Regions from separate parts of the Rattus norvegicus genome. Here region 1 is linked to region 2. The links are chromatin contacts, called in public Hi-C maps. All regions are on one chromosome and are shown on one strand. Each heading gives the region's core, a stretch centred on a gene start, on an enhancer-like site or on the middle of the called end of the contact. The rest is flanking DNA. Distances are from core to core; before and after follow the strand shown. Region 1 overlaps Clasp1 (cytoplasmic linker associated protein 1). Region 2 holds the start of Clasp1 (cytoplasmic linker associated protein 1).

Region 1 (4,635 bases), core at 79-2,578, 61 kb before region 2:
ATGCTTTAAATAACTTTATGATTTCGTGCTGGGCCATATTCACTGCTGTCCTCAGCAATACACACCATACAGCCTGTAGGCCACACAACTTTAAAAGTCAAAGGGGCGTTGGACATTCCCCTATTTTAACATCGGCTTTATCACCTGTTCCCATATTTGAGAAGGGCTCCAAAGTCCAGCTCTGTGACCCTGTAACCAGAGTTGCAAAGTTAAAGACAAGAAGCCTAGAAAACAATTTTATCAACCTTTCCTAACAGCCATTAAAGCGATAGAAGCACTTGAGCTCACCCTGCAAACACCCTAGAGAACTGGGGGAGACAGGGAAGACACAAGAAGCTAGACAGCAAATGACTTCTCTTTCCTACACACAACTCCAGAGGAGAAGTCAGGGAAGACACAGTTAGAATCCGATGTCCCATGTCCTAAAATATCCTTCAGTAAGTCACTGTCAGACAGGCACACTTAGGATAAGCAAGAGAACACAGGTACACAAGAGATTGTGATGCACAAGTGGGGAAAGTGTATAACGGGCTGGCTAAATGGCTCAAGGAGTAAAGGCACTTGCTGCCAAGCCTGAAAAATCTGAGTTCAAACCCTAGGACCCACATAGTAGAGAGTGCTGACTCTTGCAAGTTGTCTTCTGACCTAACAAGTGGAGAAGGCATGAGAGGAAGTCTGTGGTTCATGAAACAGCAGGTGGGCACCTCTTTCCTTCACATTCATCTGTGAGGAGTACTCATGAGTTTCCTCCCACTGAAAGAATTTATCATCCACATGTGGAGTTCTGAAGGCCAAAAGAGAGTTCTGCCATCCAGAATAGGAAGTATGCAGAAAGACTTTCATGGGCAAAGTGAACAAAATCTCGTTGGGCAGAACTTGGTGCTGAACCATGTCTTACTGTTCTCCTTGAACCCAAGCAGCTTTGCCTCTCTTACAGAGGCTGGGTGAGCAGTGGCTGTGATCATGTCCTTCAGTCCCTCGCAGCCTGCCCACTCTTCCTCTTCCTGTCCCCAGTACCCCAAAGGCAGTCATGACCCTCTGTGGCACCTGCATCCCCTGAAAGATACACCCAGCTTCATTGAAAACAAAACCAAAATGAACTGTCTCTGAACTAGCTGTGAGACAAGCTGCCTCCATACCTACAGTCAGGCAAAGCTCTGTCCTGAAGCTTTCTCCCTGCACTTGCTGTGACCTTCCACATTCACCCTCCCTTGGCAGAGAAAGGCTGCCCAAGGCACTGAGGCTGCAGAGACAGCTGACTCTCTGTGCTGGGAGCCCCAGGCTTTTTTCACCAGGATGCTGCAACTCTGGCCATTACTAGTAACTCAAACAAAGATCACCAGGCATGGCCAATAGATCTGAAGCCCAGTTTAGATGCCAGTGCACCACTGAGACTCAGAATACAGTGCAAGGAACAAGAGGCCACAACCTTTTCTAAGTCCTTTCCCGGTTTGGGTCAATTTGTCTGTCCCAAGTCAGCCACTAAACAAAAATCTGGTATCTGAAAAAAAAAAAATGCTTAAAAAGCACAGTGAGGCGGTCTCTCAAAGAAGGCTGGAAATAAGAGAGGAATGGGGCTGGCTCTAAGTTTTGGCCCAGGCTCCCCTCTGAGATTGACAGCTGCGAATCCTATTAATGGCCCTCCAGCAGCCTTCTTACATTTCATTGCTTTAATCCAAGCCACCAGAAAGTTCTAACAGGACCAGCCAATGAAGCCTAAGCACAGGGGCTGGGGCATGGAGGCTGCAATATACAGGAGAATGGGCAGGCAGTAAGTATTGGGCTGCTGGTGTGGCCTCGGGTACCTCTTGGGTCTGTCATGTATCACATGGCTGGTGTATAACATGAGTTCTCACTGTTAACTCTTGGCACCACTTCATGAACAACGCCATTATTTTGCACTGTAGGCTTTCCATTGCTCCATGTAATCATGCTTCTGCAGCCATAAGACTGGCTTCGGGACATCAGTACACATGCATACTCAAGTCCCTGAAATAAAATGTCACAACAGTCTGGCCCAACTCGAGGTTTGGACCACACAGCCATTTCCAGTCCAGCCTGGGTTATGCTGTGAGACTGTCTCAGAAAAACAAAAAATATGGCCAATGGGTAGAGACCCTTGCCATCAAACTGACAACCCAAGTTTGATCCCTTGGACCCATGTAGTAGAAGGAGAGAACCAGCTCCCACAAGTTGTTCTCCAATGTCCGTGTGTGTGTGTGTGTGTGTGTGTGTGTGTGTGTGTGTGTGTGTGAGAGAGAGAGAGAGAGAGAGAGAGAGAGAGAGAGAGAGAGAGAGCATGTACACACATCCCAAATAGACAGACCAACCAGTGTGTAAAGTACAAGCATGTGGTGGAAGTCCCCATGGTTCCCTGTTTTCCTGTAAAGCTATTATTGGGTACAGCAAGTACAGAGAATTAAGGACACGTCACTTACTGGCCTAACACCTATAGTTAAGGCTTCCTTTGGTCAAGCAAATCCAAAGCCCCCAAGCAAAGGCATGAGTAAGGGAGCTTACTGAGCACAAGCTGGGTCTCAGGTTAGCTTTAAATGCCGATGGTCATTCTGGTGATGATAAACATACTTCACCCCACTCAAGTGTACACCGGTAAATATCATGCTGGACACCATATAGTTCCTTACTTGAAAACCTATGGAGAACCCCACCAACTCAATCCCACTGCAGTGAGGCACTCATGTCCTTTAAATCCAGCGCCCACCTACCTTTCTAAGATGCAAAGTTCAAAGAGAATTGTGGGTTCTGAACCCAAATAGCCCAGTTTCATGTGTCAAGTGTGCCCCACATCTTCATGTACTAAAGGGAAATGCAATAGCAGCTAGCCAGCCACTGACAGTGAACGAAAATGAGCTGCCTGAAAGTGCAGCACGGCCTGGCACCGTTGACCCACTGCTGAGGGTCTAGCTGCTTTTGTTGTGCCAGCTTCCTCCATTCATGGAACAAGTACCTGAGCACCTCGGTGGGCACTCTGAATCCAGTACTCATCTGACCCTGAGCAAAACAAAGCCTGCCTTCCGCCCTCCCCAGGATCAGGGAAGGGCAGTACCCCAAAGCTTCACTGCATGTGACCACGGCCTTCCCAGCCCATTGCAGCTGCCATGGCTTTGCCCGGGCCACTGGAATGTCCACGTTCTCCTGCCAAATCTCGCCTCCCTTCAAGGTGCAGCTCCAGAGCCACTGACTGCAGAAGGTTCTGGACTCAGGCTCTGTTCCTGCCATACTTTAACATCTATAATAGTTAACATGGAGAAATGTGTACAAGTCACATCCAGTCTCCTAATCCACTGTTCTGAAGACAACAGCTGCTTTTCCTTTCCTAAGCCATCAAGGTACCTCTCTCAAAAGGCAAAATTTATAAACTGGGTAAATGCATCGCTAGCATAATTATCCTTCTCTATTCACTTGAGAGCTCAAGGAGGAGTTGGGGTGGGGGGGAAGAGGGAAGGAGGAGTACCAAGGAAGGACAGGAGTAACTCTGGAGCACCATACAACCCGGGGGACATGGCCAGGAAGCGCGCGCTCGCTCTCTCTCTCTCTCTCTCTCTCTCTCTCTCTCTCTCTCTCTCCCTCCCTCCCTCCCTCCCTCCCTCCCTCCCTCCCTCCCTCCCTCTGCATAACTTATAAAGTATGTTAGAAGAGGAGGGCTTGTAAGACTTGCATAGTTTTACACCCATAAAATACAAAGGGAAGTTGGGTATCAGGAAGTTTCAGTGTTCCATCAACTTAATGCAGCTTAGAAAACCTTTCTACTGAAAATGTTGGTGCAAGTCAAGAGGACAGAAGAACAGGATGTAATTACATGCCCAGGAGACTTGCAATGTTGTGCACTGTACACACACACACACACACACACACACACACGGTGGGCCCAGCAGAAGGCAGGTGGGTCATATAGCCAGCCCATAAGCAATGGCCCCTCACAATAAGCATGCTCTGGAGCCTGGGCTTTGATCTCCAGACAGCAAGACATCAAGCCCCTCGCTCAGAGGTTAAGCATACTTACTGCTCTAGCAAAGGACCTGGGCTTGATCCCCAACATCCACATGCAGTTCATAACCATCCACGATTCCTGTTCCAGGGGATCTGACCTCTAAGGGCATCAGTCAACATGTGGTTCAGATGTATGCAGGAAAAAAAACTCATACACACAAAATAAAAGTATTTTTTTTATTTTTTGTAGGAAGGAGCTATTATGGTTTGATATAAAAGTTTCCACAAGTATACAACACTTGGTCCCCACACCTGGTGGTGCTGTGTGAAGGGTTGTGGAGCCTTTAGGAGGTGATGCCTAACTAGAGAAAGTAGGTTTCTGGTAGGCAGGCCCATCTCTCCTTTCAGTCTGTCTCCTTTCTCCTGCTCCTTCCTGGTCCATCAAAACATGAGCAGACCATAGCCAGTTCCTGCCGCATGGAGCTACCCACCAGGGTAAAGCAACCTGTCATAGGTCCCCACAAGATAGACTGTATCCCTCACACTGTGAACCCCCATGAGGTAAGACTATATCCCTCACACTGTGAACCCCCATGAGGTAAGACTATATCCCTCACACTGTGAGTTCCCATGAGATAAGACTGTATCCCTCACACTGTGAACCCCCATGAGGTAAGACTGTAT
Region 2 (4,651 bases), core at 1,351-3,850:
GGAAAGGAGAATAAAAGAGATTTTGAAGAAACATTCTCAGTTTATTGGCTATCCCATTACTCTCTTTGTGGAGAAGGAAGTGATAAGGAAGTCAGTGATGATGAGGCTGAAGAGAAAGAGAAAGAGAAAGAGGAAGAGAAAGAGAAAGAGGAAGAGGAAGAGAAAGAGAAAGAGAAAGAGAAAGAGAAAGAGAAAGAGAAAGAGAAAGAGAAAGAGAAAGAGAAAGAGAAAGAAAAAGAAGAAAAGGAGTCTGATGACAAGCCTGAAATAGAAGATGTTGGTTCTGATGAAGAAGAAGAGAAGAAGGATGGTGACAAGAAGAAAAAGAAGACAATAAAGGAAAAGTACATTGATCAAGAAGAACTCAACAAAACAAAACTGATTTGGACTAGAAGTCCTAATGACATTATGAATAAAGACTATGGAGAGTTCTACAAGAGTTTAACCAATGATTGGGAAGAACATTTGGTGGTAAAGCCAAATTTTTCTGTTGAAGAACAATTAGAATTCCGGTCCTTCTTTTTGTCCCAAGACACGCCCCTTTTGATCTGTTTGAAAACAGAAAGAAAAAAAAAAAAAAAAAAAACAACATCAAGTTGTATGCTTGCCAAGTTTTTATCATAGATAACTGTGAGGAGTTGACACCAGTCAGTTACCAAAGAAGGACTGGAACTTCCAGAAGATGAAGAGGAACAGGAAGAGAAAAAGACAAATTTAAGAACCTCTGCACGACATTTTGGAGAAAAAGGTTGAAAAGGTAACTGATTGGTGACATCCCCATGCTGTATTGTCACAAGCACATATGGGAAGACAGCAAACATGGAGAGAATCAAGAAAGCTCAAGCCCTCAGAGACAACAATGGGTTACATGGCATTATAGAAACACCTGGAGATAAACCCTGATCACTCCATTATTGAAACCTTAAGGCAAAAGGCAGACGCTGACCAAAATGACAAGTCTGTGAAGGATCTGGCCATCTTGCTGTATGAAACTGCACTCCGGTCTTCCGGCTTCCCAGACCCATGTTAACAAGATCTACAGGATGATCAAGCTTGGTCTAGGTACTGAAGAGGATGATCCTACTGTGGATGATACCAGTGCTGCTATAACTGAAGAAATGCCACCCCTGGAAGGAGATGACGACACATCATGCATGGAAGAAGTAGACTAGGCTTCCCCAGAACTATGTGTTTGATGCTTACCTTCATTCCTTCTGATAATGTATTTTCCATGATTTTTGTTTATTTTTGCTAACACTTACAAACTAAGGGGAAGATTAAAAACTCTACATGTGATACTGTGATACTATAGGTTTGACTCAAGGGTTTTTTTAGAACGTTTGCTGTAAGACATAATGTAACCTACTGTTAATGTTAACCATGTGGTCTGAAATGTTTAGCTGTTGAACTGGATTCCTTAGTAGACCAAATTAAGATGGCTTACGTTTCATCTTAAATTTCTTTTTCATTCCCTGTACTTAATTCTGCATGTACTAGTCTTAGAAGTAAACACAAGTTAAAACAACTTGACGGAGGATTCCCCAAGTGGCTTGTTTTCCAAAGTACCGAGAACAAAACCCTAAGTTTCCCTAGGTCTTGTAACTCAGCAAGGCTTGTGAATGTGGAAATAATAGTGCCCAGTCACATTCTGCTTTAAAAGGTAAATACAGATGAGATAAAAAGAAGAAGAAAAAAGGAAAAAACAAAACCCCACACTCATCCAAGCAACTCATAAAATGGAAAGCAAGATTCAGTCTGCTCCATTGTATCCAACCAGACTAACGTGCAAGATCACACACTCATCTTCGTCAGAGCGGCTCTGCCAATACCGAAGAACAACAAAGGCAAGTTGAAGAGGCTGCACAGGCTTAACTCAGCGCTGGTCCGCTTTTTCCCAGCTTTGCAAAGATCCTAGATGCGGGGGCCCTCCTGGGGCCAAGGGGACCTTCCGCACCCTGCTGGGCCCCGGCTGCTCCGCTTTTGTCTGGCCCAGGCTGGGGGCACCGGCCTCCCGGCCTGCCTCCCCGGCAACCCCTTCTTCCCTCAGAATCTTTCTCCACACCCATCACTCGCCGATGATTAGTTGTAGTGAGGTTTCCTCACCTGGAGCCCCTTCCCGCTCAGTGCAATCTCTGTTCCTTTCAAAGAGATCCCAGGACTGCTCTGGAGTCTCCCAAGCCTGCTTGGGGAGACTCCGGGTCAGGAAGGGGCCCCGGGGTGGGGTCTGAAAGAGACAGTCACACAAAGCCAGGCTTGACCCCACAGCCGCCCCACCTCCCCTCTGCAAAGCAGCCTACAGTCAGAACTGAACCCGGAGGCCGCGCGTCCTGGGTTCTCACCCAGATCCCATCCCAAGGCCGCCCCCTCCCCCAAAAGTGCACCCCAGAGCGGCTGACAGCACTGGACACCGTCCCCATCCGGACCCTGCGCCCGCCACCGCCCGGAAAAGGAGCAGGGCCCTCCAGTGGACTCCAGTCTGAACATTATTCGTCTTAAACCCGGTACTTACAATTCTATTATTCACTACTCTTGCGGCGGCGGACCGGACAGCCACCGCCTTCTCCTCCACCCCAATGAGGTTAAGCGCTTGGTGCGGGGATTAAAAAAAAAAAAAAAAAAAAAAAAAGTGAGAAACCAACTGCGCCGGCGCAGTGAGGCCTCACTGTGTTCCCTTACCGCCACCGGCCGGGCTAAACCATAGAGACACTAATCTCAGCCTAGAGAGGTGGCTTCCTCTCTATGGTAACGCCCAGAGAAGGCGCCTGCATGAAGTTTCGGCTCCCGCCGCCTTTGCCATTGCCTTTGACCCGAATGGCGACCCGTAGTGTAAAGGTGCTTTGATAAAAAGGTGACTAAGGAGGACTTAAGGAATATTTTGAGCTTTTGAGGAGTGAAAGCAAAACTGGAGCAAGACTAGGAGAAAGTTGTGTGATAAAAGAGCTAAAGAGAAGTCCGAGAGCTTTCAGCCGGAAGTTTGATTGTCGGGTTGTTTGATACTTGAATCGAACAATCTTTCACTTCTGGGTTATGGGTGCCCGCTATTTACCGGGCGATTTCAGTGAAAGAAATTGACCCCCGCTACTTCCCGTAGTTGGCAGTGTGTCTGGTTCGTCTTTCTGAACATGCGCACGAGTGCTGCTACCGGAAGCACAGCTTTTAAAACGTTCTTCGCGCTTTAGTGAACCAAGGCGCGAGGTTGGGGCTACTGCCATTCGTGCGAAATTGTGCCAGTTTCTTTTCTAAGTTCCTTAACAACAGTGTTGCCTTGCCTCCCGCGTGGCCTTCAGATTATATGTGAGGTGTTTGGGCTATGCAATTACAGCGCTGCTCTCAAGGAGTTTAAGGATGTCCAGTTTTGCCCTTCTACGCTCCTGTGCTTCCCAGCAATTTGGATTTGAAAACTTTTTTGTTGAAGTTGTACACTGGTGAATGCATGGGCCTCCCTCCAGCCTATATGTAACACAGAACTTTGTTTATTTCATCACTGAGGTGAATAACAACTGTTTGAAGTTTACCCCAATGCACTCACTGACATAATTTACAGAAAGCACTCACAAATACCTAACAGCATCCATATTCAGAAAAGAACAGTGCCTTAAGAACTGGGCACTGACAGGTCACCGCTGAGAACAAGAATATTGAAAGAAAATATGTGCACATAGAATGGGTTTGTTTCAGAGTGTGGACATTGCTGGGCATCAATCTCTCTTGTGCATGGTGTGCAAACGCTTATCACCGTTGCTTTACTTAGGAGAAGTAACAAACTGATACCAAAACTTTCATTGTCATGATGGCTTGAAGGCTTTTTGGTTTAGTTTTGGGGATGTTTTGTTTTGAAGAGAGAGTTTTACTGTATCTTTGCCTGTTCTAGAACTCACTCTGTAGACAAGGCTGACCTCAAACTCAAAAATCCACCTGCCTTTGTCTCCTGAGTGCTAAGATTAAAGGCATGCACGTTGGTTTACCATGGTTTTGCTGCTGTTTTTTCCTTATTGATTTAGTTTTTTTTTTATTTACTTTACATCCCAATTACAACCACATAGTGACTCACAACCATCTGTGATGGGATCTGATGCCCTCTTCTGTTGTGTCTGGTGTGACAGTGTACTCACATAAATAAATAAATAAATAAATAAATAAATAAATAAATAAATAAATAAATAATTTTTTAAATGCACGCACTTTTAAGTCTATTCTCTTTAAAACATCCAACATCCCTTTCAAAGCTCAAGCCCCTCTAAAATATCCAGTCTTTCAAAAATATCTAGTCTCTCTAAAATAGCCATAGTTTCTCTGGCACCCACATCCATCAGCTCACAACCGCCTATAACTTCGGTTCCAAGGAATCCAACAATTTATCCTGACTTCCACAGGCACCCGAATACATATACACATTTAAAAAATCAAAGACAAAATAAATCTCTCCCCCAAAAAAACCAAAAACCAAAAACCAAACAAACGAACAAAACCATGCCAGGTGGTGCTGCTGTATGCCTTTAATTCCTTCAAACTGTACTACAGAGCAATAGCAATAAAAACAGTACGGTGGGGACTGGAGAGATGGCTCAGTGGTTAAGAGCACTGGCCGCTATTTTAAAGGACTCAGGTGCAATTTCCCTTCCCTCCCCTCAGTTTCTCCCTCTTACCTCCC

The links. A called contact is a pair of places that touch in the nucleus more often than the background predicts.
Region 1: a contact with region 2 is called in a Hi-C map of liver, with 3 times the contacts expected there. The contact joins the enhancer-like site here to the promoter of Clasp1 in region 2. A contact is called at or near these places in 8 of 12 Hi-C or Micro-C datasets (the A7r5 cell line, Schwann cells, frontal cortex and 4 more) and 1 of 1 datasets of contacts at active chromatin or transcription factors (oligodendrocytes).

The regions. Positions count from the first base shown.
Region 1 is chr13:32,104,149-32,108,783 of GRCr8, reverse strand. The region is part of intron 2 of Clasp1 (cytoplasmic linker associated protein 1); the gene reads right to left. Among named protein-coding and RNA genes, the nearest start is that of Clasp1, 60 kb to the right of the region's middle. Within about 2 kb of position 1,328, at least 9 of the 93 cell types and tissues checked have an H3K27ac peak or open chromatin away from gene starts, as enhancers often do. A contact at or near this core is called in Schwann cells, hepatocytes and liver, where this site is marked.
Region 2 is chr13:32,044,393-32,049,043 of GRCr8, reverse strand. It overlaps Clasp1 (cytoplasmic linker associated protein 1), which reads right to left and starts at 2,600. Exons shown (of 43, transcript NM_001427589.1): 1 at 2,510-2,600. It also overlaps the pseudogene Hsp90aa1-ps5.